2 separate regions of the Mus musculus genome follow, and region 1 is linked to region 2. The links are chromatin contacts, called in public promoter capture Hi-C maps. All regions are on one chromosome and are shown on one strand. Each heading gives the region's core, a stretch centred on a gene start, on an enhancer-like site or on the middle of the called end of the contact. The rest is flanking DNA. Distances are from core to core; before and after follow the strand shown.

Region 1 (4,310 bases), core at 401-2,900, 150 kb after region 2:
TTTCCATGATTTTTTAAAAAAAGAGCAGTTCTTGGTTTGGGCTCAAGGAGGTCTGGGAGCCACAAGAGCAAGCAAGACACAGTTTGTATTTTTCCAGGGAAAGGGTCATGGTGCTCAGCCAGCTGCTCAAGTGTATACGGGGCACAGGGTGTTGCTCCAGTGTGCCAGGGCAGGGCCAGGGCTCCATGCTTGAGCCATACCTCTGCATCCCTCCCACAGTGAGCTTTCCCATGCAGGAGTTGGTTACAGCCCCAGATGACTTCTTACAAAGCACTTCTGCTAGATCCACTCAAGAGGAACCGGGCTGCAGGCCAAGAATCTGCTTGTCTCTTAGTGTGGGGACTGAAACCAGGGTTTCACACGGATCAGGCAAGCACTCTCTCTCCGAGGCATGTTACATTCCCAGACCTTTTCAGGAAAACATTTTTTTGGGGAGGGGCTGCCAAGCCTGAGAACTTGAGTTTGATTCCTGGAACCCACAGCGTAGAGAAAGAGAACCAATTGCCACAGTTACCCTCTGACCTCAGCATCTGCACCATGTTGTGTGTGTGTGCACGCGCTATGTGACAAGAAATCATTTTACTCTAAGATATGGTTGAGGGTCTTGACTCTTGGAAGTCTGCCTCCCTGTCTTCGCCCCCTGCACGGCAGCAACCATGTGCCATCCACGTCTGGCTACAAATCTGAACCTTTAAAAAGTAATGAATTAATTTTATCTGCACACACATCGGGGATGCTGTGGTGGTCAGAAGAGGCGGTGGGGTCTGCTGGTGCTAGAGTCACAGGACAGTTGTGAGCCCCCTCACCCGGGAGCAGAGAACCAAACTCAGGTCCTTTGAGAGACCAGCAAATGCCCTCAATGGCTGAGCCATCCCTCCTGTCCCAGGACCTGTCCTTCTACTTTTATTTCTTATGCGTGGATGCTTTGCTTCCACGTATGTCTGAGCACCGTGTCTGGTGCCTGTGGAGGCCTGAGGAGGGCATCCGATTCCCTGGAACCAGAGTTACAGATGGTTGTGAGCGAGCATCTGTAACTGGACATCAAATCTGCGTTCTCTAGAAGAACAGCCTGTGCTCTTTAGCCATGAAACCATCTCTAGCCTCTTAGAATCTGTATTCTGACAAAGCTTTTGGGGTCAGGTCTGCCATTTGACCCCTCTCTATATTACTAATAGCCAGCAGGACATTTAATTACAATGTAATACGATGCAGATTCAGTTCCTCTGGTACACACTGGAGAACGCAGATGGAAAGCAAGATCCTCGGACAGAAATAAGATTTAGGCTAAATGAGTCTGTGATTCGCTGAAAGGTACCACAGTAACACTTTAAATGTTGGCCTTTGGAGAAAATAACCTTTGTAAAATATATCATATTTCACTTCCCTCTTTTAGTAAGTACACTTACCCTGAGAACGCCAGGGTGGGAACCAGAAGCTATAGCTTCTAGCTTTATTAAAAAAAATGGGGGGGGTATTTTTGTCAAATGAAATCATACTCATTATCTTATGGAAGCTAGTAGCATGCAACCTCATGTAACTCCTGTCAGAAACAGCTGCCCTCGTGAATGGAGGTGGACAGGACGCCCCACCCACTCTGGCCTTCCTTCCCTCAAGCCAGGACCTCTGCAGAAAACCCCAGGTCACCATGGAAAGAGTTAGGTAAGCTCTGAGGTTCTCTGAGCTCCCAGAACACACCAGGTCAGGATTAAGGGCCGGGCGACTCCAATGCAGAACAATAGCCTCTAGTATTTACTAAGCACCTAGCATTATTTAACCTCTTCAGTTGTGAAAAATAAGAAGTCCCCAGCATGCCTAAAAGGTTACCCAGCTAGAGGTGTTGGTGATCTTGGCCCCTGCCTCAGGAACCTTGTGTTTTCTGACTTCTCTCTGGAAGTCAGAGTCCCGACTTCTTTTGAGTAGAGAGCACCCTGCTGGAGCTAGTCTAGCTGACAGAAGATGCCAAATCCATTTTTGTCCCGTTGTGCTTTAGCAGGCTGTGAGTAAAGCTGGGGCCCTCTTGTGTTTCTGCTTCGTGTAAACAGGGTGTCCACAGCCTCACCTAAGGCATTCCATATTCCCTTCACCCTCCTCAAAAGAGAAATCAAAACCTCTCTCAGGCCATCTCAAAAATGTCCACCGAAGGGCCAGAGCAAAGCCCTCTCAAACGATTTCATCTGGAAATGAGAACTCATCCTCTGAATGCCCAGAGGGATAAATAGCAGAAGCAGGGTGCCTCGACTTCCTTAATAAGATACTGGTTGAAACCAGTGTCGTCCTGATGCTTCCTCTTTTCTGCCTATGGCTGGCCTAGCCACCAGGCCAGCCCAGCTAAGCTTCAGCCTAACAGAAAGGAGGGACAGCAGAGCCAGGGAGAACCTAGGGCAAGTGCCTGCGAGAACGAGCTGCCCTTGCAAATGGCTCTTCAGCCAGTTGTGCCCCACACCTGCTCTGTCCTGACTTCCCTTTCTGCCCTGTTTGCCCCCCTGCCTTCCCTGGCACCCAGCTAGCCAGAATGGTCCCTTTACCCTGTGGAGCTGGGTGGCCATGGGCAAGCCTGAGTCTCCTTTACTCTCCCTGCTCCTCTCTCTTCTGTACAGAGCGCTTATCCCGATCTGCCCTACCCTTCCTCCTGGGAAGCCATTTACATTGGCCTCCTGCATTCATTTGGCGACTGACCACTCCGCATAAGGGGCTACACCAGTCTGGGCACGGTGCTAGGTGCTTTTTCTGTATTGTAGATGCACCTGACGGTTACTGCGAGGTTATTATCCTTATTCCCATTTGACAGATGAAGAAACAAAGGCTGAGAGATAAGTCAGCTGCTGGAGCAAATGAGACTAAACAGAGACAACTAGAGAACCTGATGTGGGCCTAGAACTCAGACGACAATATTCTTAGTCCGTGTCCCTGGCACTCAAGGATCGGCAGATCTTGTTGAATCCAGGAACTGAGCCATATTAACTAGCTACAAGACTGGTCCTATTTCTATTTGAATTTGGTAGCATTTCTCAGTCCTTGTAGGCAGGAAGCCCAAGAATTAAGAATGGGGGGAGAGGGGTCCCCAGTCTGTCAGTAAGTGCTGAATCATCAAGAAACAAGTCAGACTTCTAATCCAGTAGCACTGCCACCTGCTGCTGGTGGTATGATTTTTATGTTATGAAGCTGATGAGTTTTAATAGGCCCCTTCATTTTCCTTTTAAAGATGCTTAACAATCTCTACATGACATATACACACATACAAGAACCTCAGGTAACAGGCACTGTCTTTACTAAAAGAACAATTATAGGATATGCTTTGGAAAGGAGGAAAATTAAACCAGAAAAAGGGATGTGGAATGTAAGAAATAATAATAGGCACAGGAATTGGTGTAATATGTTGGTCAACTTAATTAACAATTGAGTGTAAAAGAAAAAAATCATCCCAAGGGGCTGGAGAGGCGGCTCAGGTTCAGAGGACTGGCTGCTCGTCCAGAGGACCCGGGTTCAGGTCCCAGCGCCACACAGAGCATCACAAGCGTCTGTAATGCCAGTTTCAAGGGCTGCCGCGTTCGTCTCAGCTCTGGAGGCACTAAGAACAGACCTAGTACACAGACACACACAGGCAAAACACACACACACACACACACACACACACACACACAGCAAATAAAAGAACGAAATGTAAAGAAGAAGAAGAAGAAAAATCCTGTCTTTTGGGAGAAATTTACATGTGAAAATATGCAAATTTCTTTGAAAAACTATGGTTATATATGCACATTAAAGTTTAAGAAAAACTTCCAGCTGGAGAGATGGCTCAGCGGTTAAGAGCACTGACTGCTCTTCCAGAGGTCCTAAGTTCAATTCCCAGCAATCACATGGTGGCTCACAACCATATGTAATGGGATCCGATGCCCTCTTCTGGTGTGTCTGAAGACAGCATACATTAAATAAATAAATAAATAAATATTAAGGAAGAGGAGGAGGAAGAAGAAAGAAGAAGTAGGAGAAGAAAGAGAAGGAGAAGAAAAGAAGAGGAAGAGAAAGAAGAGGAGGTAGTGGCAGTGGCAGTGGCAGGAGTAGTAGTAGTTGTTCCATGAGAACAGAGATACCAGCCAAGGTGGTGGTGGCACACACCTTTAGTCCCAGCACTTGAAGGGCAGAGGCAGGTGGATTTCTGAGTTTGGGGCCAGCCTAATCTACAGAGTGAGTTCCAGGACAGCCAGAACTACACTGAGAAACCCTGTCTAGAAAAACCAGAAAGAGAGAGAGGGAGATACCATCAGAGGTTCCAAACTTAAAGGTGAAAAACTTTACCACTGCAACAGGAAGCA
Region 2 (4,637 bases), core at 1,642-4,141:
CAGGGTCCCTTAATGGCTTTATCCTGTCACATTGTGTCTCTCTGTCACTGAGGAGGGCACATGCCCCAGGAATGGCTGAGAATAAGTAGGGTGAAGTCTAAGGTAAGCCCAGTGGGCAGGAGTGCTCAGAGTATTATGATTCCCTGAAGAGCTGGTCTGGCCCACCCCCAAACCCCCACCCCAAGCTGCAGATGGCTCCCACTCCTCTCCTCCCCTGTCCTTGGCCTGGTTCCCCCTACTGTGGCTCCACAGGCCTTTTCCTCCCTGGGGCTCCTCTGAGATACTCCCTGCTCCAGTTCCTTGACCTGAAATAAGATCTGTTTTCTCTTAGCCTGAGCGGGGTGGTGAGGGTCATCTCGGGAGGCGCAGCATCTGCAGCGGGGATGGAGGCTACGTGGGTGACAGGCCTAGGCCTCAGCCATTGTGGGCTCAGCACTGCTTGAGGAGGTGGCATTCCTTACAACACTCTGTGTGGTCACTCAGCAGTCACTCAGCCAGTGGCAGGGAGGGCACGATGACATGCTGGTAAGTCCATAGTTTCAGGATGAGCTCCACAGGGCTCCCGTGCAGCCTCGCTCAGCTGACACACACTCAGTTGGGCGCTCCCGTAATTATGTGTCCACAAGTCTCTTCTTATTACACTGTGTACCTCTAGGGCAAGCCTCAGTTGTCCTGCTTGGTGGCCTCGGCCCCTGGCCTAGTGCTGTGGCCACTGACGGGGGCTCAGCAAATGGCCCCAGGTGTGGGAAGCTTCCTTTCTGTCCCCAGCAGCATCCACGACCCCCAGGGGCCAACGGCTCAGGCTGCTTCTCCCGAGAGCCCTGTCCTGCCTCCGTGGCAGATCATCTTACACAGCCAACCCCACTAGTGCCACCTCTAGCCAGAGACGGCTGACTTCATATTAGACAGCCACCACCCTGTCTCCTCCTCGTGCCTGTGCGTCCTCCTCTTCTGTGCCTCTCTCACCTGAACCCCAACACCTCTTCACGAGCTACTCCCTGCCTCCTTTCAGCCCTATTTGACCACCCTATTATCCATCTGCTCCTCTAACTCAGCCAGTGGATTTTCTGGGACCCTTAGCACCACCCAAACTTCAGAGAAACTCTAAGGTGTCTGTCTACCTCTCTCCTCTTCACATGAGCTTCCATCCAGCTCTGGGGTTCAGTGGGGTCCTCTCTGCCTCCCCAGCATCACAGTCCGCTCCTCCCTCCCTGACTCTTTCCCTCAAGGTCCGTCTTCTGACAGCAGTACTGAGCTGTTTAGCTCTCTTTGGACAGGCCCGCGTGTGCTGTGTTTGTTGTTGTATGGTAGGTAAATATTGACTTCTTGAATGACTGGACCGGAGAAGGATGAAGAGCTGCCCCAGGCACAATGCTCATGGTGAGGACATCCAATACATTCTGGTGGAATGAGGAAGAGGAGGGCACAGCTGAGAGGGAAGCCGGGGAGGCTGGCATCTGGGACCCCTGAGTTCTGTCACCAGGTTGACAGTCCTGAGAAACCACTTCAGTTTCCTGCACTTCACAGTTTATAAAATGCTCCTTGTTCAAGCCCAGGGAGTCCCATTTTGCCGAGACTCTGAGCGTGTAGGTTGGGATGGCACACAGTCTGAGTGGCCCCGACTAGATTCTTTGATGTCTGAGTCAGTTTCCTCCTCTGTGAAATGGGGTGCAGGACACCTACCTCAGGAAGGTGAGCTTAGCACCACACCTGCAAACCACAGCGGTATTGAGCCGACTCGAGGGCTCCTTGAAGACTAGTGACTTCCCTCTCACCTCTGAAATAGGAAGCTGGACTGTTTCGCACCATTGCCCCGGGTCTTGCCAGGGCTTTGTTACTGCTGGCAGAGAAGACCTGAGGGTTACAGGGCTGGCTTGGGTGTCTAGAATCTCGCAGAGGCCATCTGTAAACAGCCCCTCAGGATCAAGAACAGCAGGTGCTGTAAGATGCCCACAGACCTCAAGTAGCACTTGGGAGATGAATGTACGTACCTCCGCGTGCGCGTGCCTCTGCCTCCCGAGTGCTGGGATTAAAGGCGCGCGCCACCACTGCCTGGCATTGTATTTTTTTTTTTTTTTTTGAAACAGAGTCTCATAGACCCCAGACTCATACACACACACACACACACACACACACACACTTTACTTTGTAGCAGAGAATGACCTTGAACTCCTGATCCTCCTACTGACACCTCGCCAGTGCTGGGAGATTAACAACAGTAAGTCGTTGTGATACTGGGGATCTAACCCAGAGCTAAGAGCTCTACCGATTGAGCTACATCCCCAACCTAACTCCAAGCTTTATCTCTCAGTCCATTCTCCTCACTCTCCAGCAACCCTATCCATGCCCCGAGTCCCAAATTCTCACCCCAGCACGGCCCCGCGAGCGCCTCCCGGTGAGAATGCACCGGGGGCATCCAAGCCTTCTAAAACAGCCTGGAAGTCTGATGACCCCAGGTGTGAACCCCAACTGGAACAGTGCTGGTGCTCCTGGTCAGATCCTCCCCAATTCCAAGCACCCTGGCAAACCAGGTGGCCCGTACACCCCGCTCCGTCCAGGTTGTCCCTAGAGACAGTGCGCGCCCACCCGGACCCATCCTTGTGTGTCACTGACCCATCTTCTTCAGTGCCCGTAGCCCAGGCCTTTTGGTGCTGCTGTCCGACGACGCGGGCGAGGGCGGGAACGCGAGGGGCGCTGCGACCTGGGCGGACACCCGGGATTCCTCCGGCGAGCGGCGACTCCTTTTCCAGCCACCGCACAGCATGGTCTCGAAGGGCCCAGGGCCAGGCCCGGGATCTGTGCGTGAGAACCGGGCAACGGGAACACAGCCCGCGGCGCGGTCCGGAGCTAAGAAACTTAGCGGCGCCCTAGGAGTCAGGAGGAGGAGACCTCGGGAGGAGGGAGAGAGGGAGGGACGAGGTGGAGGTGGGCGGAGCGAGGCCGAACTTAGGCGGTGCGAGGCGCCTGCGGGACCCCAGGCCTGGAGCTGCGCGCCCTGGTGTCTACGCGTTCGCCCCTACTAGTGAGTCGGTCTTTCCATTTCCTTAGAGGTCCCCGGATCTCCTTTCTACCATTGGCCAGAGTCCCTGTTGAAGGGAATTGAATTTCCCGGAGGGATAGGTTTGTCCTCCGGCGCAGACACATTTTTTCTGGGAACTCAGGACCCTAGTCCATCCACCTTAGCCGGGTCCCTTAGGGAGCCAGACAAGGGACAGATCTATAGGAGATCGTCCCGGGCCACAGGGTCCTAGTACGGAGGAAACCCATAGAATTCTGAAGCAGAGCTGCGCAGGAATGGGGACGAGAGGCTCGGGCAGTGACGTCATGAATTAATCTCCGGGCTCGGGGCCAATAGCCAGTCCTCAAAGGTGGATGCCTTGCGGCCAACCGATCTGAAGACTAAGATGAGACTAAGTTTAGAGTTCCAGAAGCTTGGTACCCCAGAGCGACACTCCATCCTTGGTCAAGGGATCTGCACAACACTCTGCCAAGGTGTTGATGACGTCAGCCAAGGAAAACCTCCTTGTACGGGTGCCGGTGTAGTGTTAGACGTACCCTTGTGAATGCGAAAGGGTGGAGTGTGCATGTGGCTTTCAAGCACGAGCTTTGGATAGGGGCAGCGAGCTGGTCGAATATTGTCACTTGGACGCGACCTACAGCCAGGCTTCCCACGCTAAAAGTAGCGAGTTTCGGGTCCTAGAATCTCCATCTACTTGTCCCGCTGTATTCTTTCCTCATTTATCCAAGTCCCGACAATTCTTCATACTAGCTTAAGTCCCCATCACCACTGCGATCTTAAATTTGCTTACTATTTGTCAAACCTTCGCCTCTGCTTGATCTCTTGATTCCTTCCAGGAGTGTTCCTTTTTTTTGTTGTTATTTTTCTGGTTCACTCTTACTTTTTCCAAAACTCAGCTCCAGTGTCCTTTCTGCGGAACGCCGGGCTCCAGGACTCTCCTCTATTGCCAGCGTAGACGTGTTCCAAGAGCTGAGTCGAGGTGCCTCGGACAGGCGGAGCCCGCATCAATCAACCCACTCCCGTGGGTTTCCACCAGGGGGCGCGAGGACTCTGCGACCATCAGTGTGTCCACCGGGAGGCGCTGCAGCCCGCCTCGGGCTGTCGCGCGGTGCGGAGTGCCACCCATAAATTAGCCCCGCCTGGCTGGGCGAGGCAGGATAGCATTATTTGCATAATCTTGAAAGAGCCTTCCTTACTGGTTAGGGTATAAAAGACCAATACGAAACGGTGCCTCTGGTTGGCTTTTCTCCTAGCTCTGTATCCCGCCCTATCCCTGCCCCTCTGGAACAAGAGGTCAATCGGAAGCCTCTGGTGAGTGATGAGAAGAGGACCCTGGTGTCCTGGCAGTGGGCGCCTAGGGGTGAGTGAGAGGCTGGGGCGCGGGGAGCCAGGGTTGAAGGCTGTTCGTCCCATCCTGACTCCTCCTCGTTCGCTGATTCGCCTGTTCAGGAATTGGAAATGGGTGTCTAGAGAGGTGCATCCGGGGACGTACGTGGCTCTGAGACCCTTGCCACCTGCCTCCCCTCCCACTCATGGCCAAGTTGGTGGTCCTCGCCACCCTGGCCTCATTGGCGCTGCCTTGAGGTAGGAGAAGGAGCCTTCTCAGCTCAACTTCTGG

Evidence for each region. Promoter capture Hi-C pulls out the DNA fragments that hold promoters and counts their contacts.
Region 1: a promoter capture Hi-C map of neutrophils shows a contact between it and region 2, with 2.9 times the contacts expected there. The contact joins the enhancer-like site here to the promoter of Plcd3 in region 2. A contact is called at or near these places in 7 of 39 promoter capture datasets (the C10 cell line, the HPC-7 cell line, embryonic stem cells and 4 more), 1 of 15 datasets of contacts at CTCF or cohesin (embryonic stem cells), 33 of 484 Hi-C or Micro-C datasets (B cells, the G1E-ER4 cell line, the HL-1 cell line and 14 more), 8 of 115 datasets of contacts at active chromatin or transcription factors (the HPC-7 cell line, embryonic stem cells, microglia and 1 more) and 4 of 9 other capture datasets (adipose tissue, liver, macrophages and 1 more).

The regions. Positions count from the first base shown.
Region 1 is chr11:103,247,446-103,251,755 of GRCm38.p6, forward strand. The region is part of intron 1 of Map3k14 (mitogen-activated protein kinase kinase kinase 14); the gene reads right to left. Among named protein-coding and RNA genes, the nearest start is that of Map3k14, 18 kb to the right of the region's middle. Within about 2 kb of position 1,651, at least 106 of the 459 cell types and tissues checked have an H3K27ac peak or open chromatin away from gene starts, as enhancers often do. A contact at or near this core is called in B cells, the G1E-ER4 cell line, the HPC-7 cell line and 9 more, where this site is marked.
Region 2 is chr11:103,098,767-103,103,403 of GRCm38.p6, forward strand. Plcd3 (phospholipase C, delta 3) reads right to left here and starts at 2,892. Exons shown (of 15, transcript NM_152813.3): 1 at 2,614-2,892. The coding sequence starts at 2,764. It overlaps Acbd4 (acyl-Coenzyme A binding domain containing 4), which reads left to right and starts at 2,922. Exons shown (of 11, transcript NM_025988.2): 1 at 2,922-3,022; 2 at 3,916-4,330.